Regions from separate parts of the Mus musculus genome. Here region 1 is linked to region 2. The links are chromatin contacts, called in public promoter capture Hi-C maps. All regions are on one chromosome and are shown on one strand. The core of a region is the stretch at or near the end of the contact, and the rest is flanking DNA. Distances in the headings are between cores, read along the strand shown.

The links. Promoter capture Hi-C pulls out the DNA fragments that hold promoters and counts their contacts.
Region 1: a contact with region 2 is called in a promoter capture Hi-C map of hippocampal neurons, with 2.9 times the contacts expected there. The contact joins two enhancer-like sites. A contact is called at or near these places in 3 of 39 promoter capture datasets (embryonic stem cells, hippocampal neurons and stem cell-derived epiblast-like cells) and 4 of 484 Hi-C or Micro-C datasets (Sertoli cells, embryonic stem cells and muscle stem cells).

Annotation. Positions count from the first base shown.
Region 1 is chr5:150,150,950-150,155,831 of GRCm38.p6, forward strand. It overlaps a transcript of Fry not described here. Among named protein-coding and RNA genes, the nearest start is that of Gm52797, 22 kb to the left of the region's middle. Within about 2 kb of position 1,707, at least 59 of the 459 cell types and tissues checked have an H3K27ac peak or open chromatin away from gene starts, as enhancers often do. A contact at or near this core is called in hippocampal neurons and muscle stem cells, where this site is marked.
Region 2 is chr5:150,024,115-150,029,446 of GRCm38.p6, forward strand. All of the region lies in intron 1 of Rxfp2 (relaxin/insulin-like family peptide receptor 2), which reads left to right. Among named protein-coding and RNA genes, the nearest start is that of Rxfp2, 8.1 kb to the left of the region's middle. Within about 2 kb of position 2,762, at least 18 of the 459 cell types and tissues checked have an H3K27ac peak or open chromatin away from gene starts, as enhancers often do. A contact at or near this core is called in hippocampal neurons and muscle stem cells, where this site is marked.

The DNA of each region.
Region 1 (4,882 bases), core at 457-2,956, 130 kb after region 2:
AGTTCGAGGCCAGCCTGGTTTACAGAGTGAGTTCCAGGACAGCCAGGAACTCTGGCTTTCCAGAAACCCTGTCTCAAAACAAACAAATAAACAAACAATCCAAATCATATAAAGGAGACAAAGATCTTTTAGTAAGCGATACATTAGCTGGTTGTAGGACTGAGACCCAGCTGTGCTGGTCTCCTCAGCCAAGTCATGTTGCTTTGAGGCAAGGACAGAAGAGCACTGTGGTAGTCTGGCTTGGCAGGAACATGGCTGACTGCTGAGGGAGATCAGGAGAGCTGCATCACCGCTTTGTGTGCGCTGATGACATGTCAAAGTGGCGTCCTCTTATAGCTAGAATAACAGTAATTAATAACTAACATCCTGGGTGCACACACCAATGCACAGCCTCCTGGGGAAAGACAGTGTTATCTTTGCAAGAAAGTGAGGCTCAGAAATATTAATTAAATGATTTCCCCGAGTCACGTAGTAGTTATCAGCCTCCACTCGAAGCACCTTCGTACCGTGTGTTATGAATTCATGTGCTTGGCTGTCTTGTTTCCACACACTGTCATGCATGTAAAGTCAGAGCCCGTGGTAGGATCCATTAAGTGAAGAATGCACATCACCCATGTGCATGAGGGGAATAAAGTCCACTGAACTAGAAGCTTCCAGAGTCTGATGAAATACTCCTACTTGCTTTGATAATTGTCCAGACCTATGCTTGAGAGAACACGGAGAGAAAGAAAGACTGCACTATCCCAAAGCCCTTCCAAAACATAGCTGATCTGTGTTGGCTGAATTCACACACTTGGTCCCTCCCTCACTGATGCGGGGTGTCTTCAAGCTGGATTCACAGACTGCTAGTCCCCTACCTTGCAGACTCAGGGTGTCTTCAGGTGGGAAGCGCTTATGGTGGTTGCCTTGTTGAACCTCCCAACTCTTCAAAACTGTGACTTAGCTGAGAGGCTCCAAGAACATGTTCTTGAATGTGAGAGACTCGGAGATTTTTTTTTTAAATGTCACTTTTTCTACGCCTGAAGCTTTGAGGGAGGAGCAGATGTGAATACTTGGATTCCTATTCGACAGTCACAATGAACACGTTTGAAGGGGATGCCAGACAAACGGACAAGGGTGGGCCCAACGATAAACTGGTAAGCCGAGTGAGCATGCACAATTGTGTGTGATGGGAACAGGTGGGCAAGCTGCAGGCCACTGAATAGAAAGGCCACTGAAGGCTTGCATGTCTGTGCAGAGTAAGCCCTCGACATCGCTCACCCCTCCCCCTCGCTCACACCGTGGGAGGTGCCGGGAGGTCCTTCGAGGACACTCGGCCCTTCTCATTCCATCCATAGCATGGCATTTGTTTAAACAGAGCGTGAGAATGGAAGGGAGGGAGAGATGGACACACAACTGCTCCTCCTTTCCTACCCAGGAGGCTTCACGGCTTTTCCTGCTGTAACCTTACCCCTACCCCATAAACCTCAGCTCCGGAGACCAGTCTCAGAAACGCACTCTGTACAAGGGCTGAGGTTAGCTGTGCTGCTCCGGTGCTGTTCTCAGCATCCTTGGGAGGGGAGCACATAGCACCCTCAAGTGATGTGCTGCCCCTGTCTCCTCTTCTACTTGCTGAGGCCAAGGCTCAGAGAAGCGTGAATGGCCTGAGCTCACAGACCCAATAGAGGAGCCGAGGCTCAGGTCCAAGTCCTCTTACCACCCTCTAGCTCAGACTTTTTGCCTTTGTCCTCGGCTTTCTTGGCCACAGAACCCTGGCTTCCACGTCCTCCCTGTGCTCAGTCCTCCTGCCAAATTCTCCCCAATTCCCACAGTGTTTGAGCTGACTGTCTTCGACGAGACTTGCCAGTTTTAACAGCGTATTATCATCATTTATACAACACGGGGCATGCAAGCAGAGTTTTGGGGGGTTTTGGTTTTTTTTTTTTTTTTTTTTTTTGCTCCTTGGCACTGTGTCTCCCATGGTGCCACTTGTGAGGTCTGCCATCTGCAGACAAGAAGCAGGAGGTGCCTCTGACGAGAGCTGTTGGGAATCAAGGATGTTCTGGAGTACACATTTGCTGACAGTCAGAGCTGAGAACGATGGGTTCCTGGGTTTGTTAAATTCGAGCAGATCCCTGCTCGGTCCTGCCCATCTGTCCACCCCCCACCCCACACGTCTGCGCCTCAACCTCCCAGGACCTCTGCTGCTCAGGAGTTGCGAGTGTCACACTTTTGTCAGAATTCTTGTTCAATCTGTTTCCTGTTGGCAGAGTTGAAGCTTCCACGGATCCTTGACGGCAGATGGCAGGGCTACCTCTGCCTCATTTCCCTCCACAGTCACACCGAAAGATCATCTTGATGTCAGCTGTTCTTGAATGACACAGACTGACACACCACACGGACTTCAAAACGCTGTGTGAAATGCTCTCCTAGGCTGTTAATCCTGCCAGGAATGCCCACTCCCCTGTCCTTCTGTCTGTCAAATCCCTCTGTCTGTCTCTGTAAGGGTCTGAAAATCTTGATGAATGAAGACCCCAGACTCAGATAGTATTCAAAATCAAAGAGTGTTTATTCTGCAGAAATATCCAACATGCTGGGGAGGGAGATCAACCATTCTCTAAAATGGCGGCCATAGACAAAGGCGCATAGGCAGGCCTTCATATAGGGAACCAGAGGAACTCTGTCGGATTAGGTAATCTAAAATTTCATTGGTGGGTGCTAGGGGGTCACAGGAGGTCAGTGGTCTGCACTCCCATGTCATGAACATTCAACCGTAGGATGAGATAGGGCTGCCCAGCGTGGATGGCCCATTCTGAGATACGACCTCTTCCTCGCCTCTCAGGCCATGACCAAGAACACATCCTGATCACATCTTGATCCAGTTTGGGGCAGAAGAGACTTGCTTTGAGAAATGAACCCATTGCTGTCATCTCCCCCTATGTGCCACCCTTAAACATATTTCCGGGTGTGTTGCTCAAGAACTTTATATTTTTCTCTTTAACCGTTTCCTAACCACTGGGTCTGAGCTCTATTGGCACCGTGTTTCAAAAATCTTTCTACCAAAATAAAATGCCAATAAGTTAGTAATTAGGCAGGGGCCAGGAGAAAGAAGCTGGGGCTCCCAATTTGTGAATAAAATTATTTACCGCTATTCACCATACAGCCCTACACAGGACATCTAATTTGAGTGCCTGTGCTACCATTAGGCAGCCATAGGCAGAATAAGCGTGTTTGAGGTCAGCCTAGATTTACACGAATGCTGCCTGTTAAGGAACAAGACTAGCAGATGGCTCAGATGTCACTGTCTCCATCCTCTCTCACAGCAAAGATCTTAGCAAGTCTGCAAGATTGCTCTTGTGTCCTGCTTCAGAAAGCCACAGACTGTTGCCCTCCATAGGGAAATCATAGGTTTTCTATAATATACTTCCTCGAAAAAAGTACCAAAGTCAGACTGCCTTGACCCATTGTCTGCCTACCGCAGCCTAAGGGGGTGGATTTCCCTGGACCCGTGTGGAGAGGACATACTGACACCGTCCCTGGCATATCCTGCTGGGCCTGATGCTCTATGGCCTCTGCTCTAAGAGATGTGCTCGAGTCTCTTGCCGAAATACAGAAAGGCCACAGAGAAGTGGTCCTGCGTCACCACGTCATGCTGCCCACTGCCAAGCAAAGCCTCCCTCACTCCCAGGATGCACTGGCCCCTCAGAGGGTGGCATGAAGCTGTATCGTACCCCACCACTTCAGCTTCTGTAGCATGGCCATCTGATGCTGCCCACATGGTCTGGAAGAGGATCTAGAAGCCACTTTAAATTCTGAGGGCAACATCCCTTAAGTGCATAGTCCCTGGGAATGGAGGAACTTCCTCTGGTCCAGCCTCCTGCCTGTATCCGGGCACCCCACTTATCAGGCCCCTCTGCCCCGTCTTCCATCTGGTCTTGGTCAACTTTTGTTGTCTCCCAAAAAGACTTCCTGCTTTCAAAAAGGCTATTGGGTACAGTTTTAAGCCCATTACACTCAGGCTGGGTCATTATGTTCCAAATGTCAGCACATGAGGGACATGAGATAGTATCCCTCCTCTCCCCTATGTAGCCTGTGCCTAGGTTTGGGTCAGTCCAATTGTGCAGACTGAGAAACTTGTAAGTGAGGGGAGGAATCTCACTCTGTCCTCTGAGTTTCTCCCAAGTCACGTAACTGTTTATGTTTGGTAAATTGTTTGTCACTGAAGATACATTGCTCATAAGTAAATATTTGGAGAAAAATGCCTTCTCACTTTCCATACAGAAGTAATTTATAGAGAAAAGGTGAAGAGATATAATCTGTAATTTGGCTAGTACAGTTAATCCCATACAGAGAGACCATGATGTGACCGACCATAGCGTCACCCGTTTGTATGGCGACACAGAGTTAGAGCCTCGTCATCACTTTTAATGAAAGGTGGAATGGAGCAGAAAAGAAGAGGAAAACATGTGTGCTTTATGCTTCCAAAACTAAGTGTAGCTTCGTGAAGCTGTGTGCTTGCTCTCTCTGTGTGTGCGCATGCGTGTGTTCACTTACGCATGATCATTTGTGCGCATCCCACAGGTACTGGGGCTTTGTGTCTAAACCACAGCTCACCCTGAGCCTCAATCGAGCAAAGGCTGAGAGCTGCCTCTCAGGGGCCCCTCGGCCTCGGACCAGCAACCTCTGTAACTACTTCCTCTGGCCACTTTGGATACCACTTCCCTTTCTCCAGCTGAACTTTCAAACCATTTTTCCCCCTTCAGAGCCAAGTCATGCATTCCTGACTGGTTGTGCCATCTTGTTGAGCTCTTGTTTTTGGAGGGGAGTTTTCAGAAATAGTGATAGGCAAACACTAGATAAATGACATTCCTGGTTTCCACTTGCATGCAAATGGTGCCTTGCT
Region 2 (5,332 bases), core at 1,512-4,011:
TGAGCAAAGGGTTTTATTGAGATCACCCCTTTGGGTGACCAGCCAGAGAGGGTCTTTCCTGGCTCGCTCAGAGCAGCTGCACTCAGCTGCCTCAAGCTACTATTGAACCTGACTCTGAAAGTACAAGTGAAAACACCACAGCAGGCTTTGCTTCTAGGAAAAGTGTTTCATATAGAAGCATATGTGAGATTTGCCCACAGTAGAGTGGGGTCCTTTCCAAAAGTCAGAAGATACCACATGCATGCAGTTCCTACAGAGGCCAGAAGATGGCGCTAGATCCAGATCTTGGGGTTACAGGTGGTTGTGTCCCAATAAGAGAGTGCTGGCAACTGAACCCAGGTCCTCTGGAAAAGCAGCCAATTCCCTTAACTACTGAACTGGCGCTTCATCCCCAAGTCATTAAAAAAAAAAAAAAGACTATGGTAATTTTTGTTATACAATCTGTGTATATCTGGATTGAACTGACCTGGATCATTTATCATGTTAATTCTATTTGTAAATCATTTTATTATTTTAATTTTGGAGGTGATGGAGACAAATATTTGGCAAAGGAATTACTAACCCCACACTAACAATATACAGCCTCTTAATGGGTAGTAATTCAAAACTTTGAATATGCAAGTTTACCTGCCTGACAGCCTTAATGGTAATTGTCATTCCAATCCTATAGGAGAAATTAATCATGTCAAAACAGATGTCTAGCAAAAGGTAGCTTTGTTATCTGAGTCTCCTTGTCTCTCTCATTCCTCATCTACATCTTTGTGTCTTTTTTTGTTTTGTTTTGTTTTGGTTTGGTTTTGTTTGTTTGTTTGTTTTTCTCGAGACAGGGTTTCTCTGTATAGCCCTGGCTGTCATGGAGCTCACTTTGTAGACCAGGCTGGCCTTGAACTCAGAAACCCTCTTGACTCTGCCTCCCGAGTGCTGGGATTAAAGGTGTGCGCCACCACGCCCGGCTAACGTCTTTGTGTCTTAGGTAGAGACCGTCTGCTTAGCCACTGCTTGTATCTCCAACTCTCATTTAAGGGGGAAAGCACTGCCTTGGTCTGCACCCAGGGCTCTGTCCACTATACCGCTGAACTGCAGTCCCGACCTCCCATTCACAGTTCCTCTGAGTCAGTCCGTTTCAACGGACGTAGGACGTACCTAACCCTGTACGTATTTCTATACCCAACTCCCTTTTATGTAAGTGAGGGAGATACTTTAAAACGTGGAAGCTTGGTTCTCTTCCAGGGATGTAAATGAGCGATTTTTGCCTGAGGTAAGATGGCACAGACTTGACTTAAAACTGTGAAGATGGGAAGATCAGAGGGGGGCGTGTCTTGGGGAGCTCAGGGAAAGCTAAAGCCATCCACCGGGAAGGATTAGGCACCCTTCCACCGGGTTCACTGACGCCGGGGTCGGTCTGCCTCCTTGATTGTGTAAACTGTGTGTATGGGTTGCTCGCTCACAGAAACAGCCCTGCCTATTCCTGAATATTTCATGCGTCGATGACGACTTCTGAGATACATGTCACGTGCTAGAAATCGAGAACTTTCCTTGCCACAGGAACAGTCGAAATGAATAATTTCTTTCCGTCAGGCAAGACTTGTCACACTGTGTGACAAAAACCAAAATCAACTAGAATCGAACACTGCAAGGATTGCCAAGAAAGGACTTTGGAGGTGGTGGTTTGTGAGGGGGGCTCATAATCTGGAGTGCCGGTCTCGGGAAGGCTCGGGGAGATTTCCCCAGAAATGGCTTCAGAAATGAATGTGAAATAAAAAGGGAGTGGAAAAGGGAAACAACATGTATTTCCAATGCAAAGAACAGTGCATAAAAAAAAATCCCAGTATGGGGCTGGAGAGATGGCTCAGTGGTTAAGACCACTGATTGCTCTTCCAGAGGTCTTGAGTTCAATTCCCAGCATCCACATGGTGGCTCACAACCATCTGTAATGGGATCTGAAGCCCTCTTCTGGTGTATCTGAAGACAGTTACACTGTATTCATATAAATAAAATAAATATTAAAAAAAAAATCTCGGTACCTTTCCTTCTGGGAATGTTTTCCTGAAAAGAGACAAGATAGACAGAGAAAGTAAAGGAAGCTGGGCCACCCCACAGTTACCTGGCAACAGCCAGGTTTGCTCTGCCCCACAGTTACCTGGCAATAGCCAGGTAGGCCTGGCCAGCTATAAAAGGGGCTACTTTCCCCCTCCTCACTCTCTTGTTCTTTTGGGCTCTTCCCATCTTGCTCCCTGTCCCCTTACCCCACCTCCCCATTCCTTTCCCCCTCTCTCCATGTGCTCATGGTCAGCCTCTACTTCTCTATACTCTCTCTCTCTCTCTCTCTCTCTCTCTCTCTCTCTCTCTCTCTCTCTCTCTCTCTCTGTCTCTCTCTCTGCCTTTCTCTGCCTCTACTACCCTCTTAACTCACATCTCCATACCCTGAATAAACTCTATTCTATACTATACTGTCGTGTAACTGGTCCCTCAGGGGGAAGGGATGCCTCAGCATGGGCCCGCTGAGACACCCCTTCCCCCACACTTTGCCACACCTCCATAGAACATGTCCTTTTCTCTTTCTCTTTTATAAACACATCAGAAATCACTTTGGCACTTTTCCAGACTGTGTAGTATGCCGCTGAGGGATCCCCACGCTATCTTTTGCACTTCTTCCCTTTCACAGACATTTAGGTCGTTCCCAGTTTGGGACTGTGGTGAGTGGTGCTTTTGAGAATGTTCTGGCAGCAGGGATGGGGGTGGAGAGCGGGGGGTGCGGGGGTGTGGGGGTGTCTTCGGGCGCACTTTGCACACATTTCTGCAGACTCAGAGAGAGCCTGATGATGCATACACTTTGCAAAGCTCCAAGCTCAGCAGATGGCGAGCTGCTGTTTTCCAAAGCCGGTGTTCTCTTGAACATTCCCAGGAGTGTATTAGGGCTTGCGTGACTTCATGTCCAGCCCAAATTGTGTGTCACTGCTTTTAAAATCCTAAGGAGGGCTGGAGAGAAGGTTCCCGGGTTAAAGAGCTTGCTACTCTTCCAGAGGATCTTGGTTTAGTTACCAATACCTACACGGTGGTTCACAGGCACCTGTAACTCCAGTTCCAGGGACCCAGTGCCCTCCTTCCTCTCTAAGGCCCCCTATCTCACTTCCACGCCTATTGTCTTTCATCTCGCGGAGTGTTTTAACCCAGGTCCGCCCTGGAACGGCAGGAACTATCTGCTGAAGCCTGGTGGGTCCCGTTGGGTACATAACTGTAAACAATCTACCCATAACCTGTCCCAGAATCTACCCGAAACCAGCAGTTTATCTGGGAGAGGTGGGGCCCCCAGGGGTTCCTCCCCAATCTATGATTGATTGTTGACAGGTTCAGTCTTGCGCATGCCCAGTGCAGGCAACCACAGCTGCTGGACAATTGTGTTTACAAAGTCTGAGTCGTGCCCTGCAGAGTGTTTTAAGCCCTCCTCCCTGTCTTCCAGCCCTTACCTTCTAGTTCCTCAAGCTTTTTCCTTGTTTCCACTATTTAGTTACATCATTGGTTTTTCTCAAGGATAGCATACACATAAACATCTTGTAGGACGTGCTTTAGGTCTATCCCTAGGTACGTAGCTGTTGATGATGTTAGAAGGAGGAGGAGGAGGAGGAGGAGGAGGAGGAGGAGGAGGAGGAGGAGAAAGGAGAAGAGAAGGAGGAGGAGGAGAAGAGAAGGAGAAGGAGAAAGGAGAAAGGAGAAGAAAGGAGAAAGGAGAAAGAAAGGAGAAAGAAAGGAGAAAGAAAGGAGAAAGAGGAGAAAAGGAGAAAGGAGAAAGGAGAAAGGAGAAGGAGAAAGAAGAAGAAGAAGAAGAAGAAGAAGAAGAAGAAGAAGAAGAAGAAGAAGAAGAAGAAGAAGAAGAAGAAGAAGAAGAAGAAGAAGAAGAAGAAGAGAAGCAGCAGCATGTTTGGTCATCTTACTTTCTAATTGTTTGCTGATTCGCTACATCTGGCTGTGGAGAAAATCTTGCTTCTCTCATTATTGTTCCAGCACTTTCCGGTTTACAGTCACCATCCATAGACGGCAACACTTGTAACCCCTCTTCTGGTATTCATTACACTGTCTCGGCCTCTTGATTACCTCTGTTAGGTTAGTGGTCCGCTACAATATTGAACAGGCACTAGCAAGCATCGTTGCCTTCGGAAACCTATCACGAAGCAAGCCACAATTTTACAGATTTAAAGCGAGTCGATTGTCTTTACTTTCTGTTCGTATAGTTATTTGGAAGCCAGGGTCCAGGAGTTCCACCCCTGGAGGCCCTCTTGTCAGGGAAGTTGTAGGCAAGTGACAAACGAGGGGACTATCTGCCTGAGTTAAAACGAGAGGCCTGACCTCCGCTGAGAATTCCAGTCACATTTTCAGACTGTTTTCTCACACAACACTGCAAACACTGTGTTCCGAAGGCCTGCTGTCAGGGAAGAGGAGCTTCCCACCAGCCCCTCCTGATCATGGCTGCTAGCTAGAGTCTCAGGAAGCAGACACAATCCTTTGGAAGGACTGACTTTTCTTCCCTGGGGGGAGCCTTTCTAATGTTTGGATAATAGAATACTATTTTTCTAATGAATCAATATGAAATGTAAGGTGACAGAGATTTTAGAGCACCTTGTCAAAAGCTAAAATATTAATGATGCCTGCAAGTTCCTGTAAATCTTTCCATTTGTTGTTCAAAGAAATGCAAAAACCTAGAAAGCTCTGACCTTCAGGACACTGCCCTACCTCACAATTATTATTCTTTTATTTAAAAAAAAAAAAAAAAGCACCGGGCGTGGTGGTGCACGCCTTTAATCCCAGCACTCGGGAGGCAGAGGCAGGCAGATTTCTGAGTTTGAGGCCAGCCTGGTCTACAAAGTGAGTTCCAGGGCAGCCAGGGCTATAAAGAAAAACCCTGTCTCGAAAAACCAAAAAAAAAAAAAAAAAAAAAAAGTAAACAAGTCAAGGAGATGATTAGATGTTAGGAAATACAATGTGGCAAGGGGGTGCCCTGAGAAATTACACCGTGCAACAGACCTGGTGTGAAAGGGATTTACTGGAGGAGGGAAGAGGGGTAAGGACCTGGGACAGAGCAGAGGCATGTAGACAGACAGACGGGAGGGGAGGGAAAATGGGGCATAGCCATGGGGCCAGAGAAAAGGGGGGTAGGGAATAGATAGGGGGGATGCTGAAGAGTGGGAGGGAGAGAGGGGAAGGGAGAAAAAAGGGAATTCGAGAGAGCGAGAGCGTGCTGCTGAGTTGGTCCTTTTATAAGCAGCACACACCTGCAGCATGCACCTGCAACACACACTATGGCACCTGGTGGCAGGTCATGATGTTGGCCTCACTA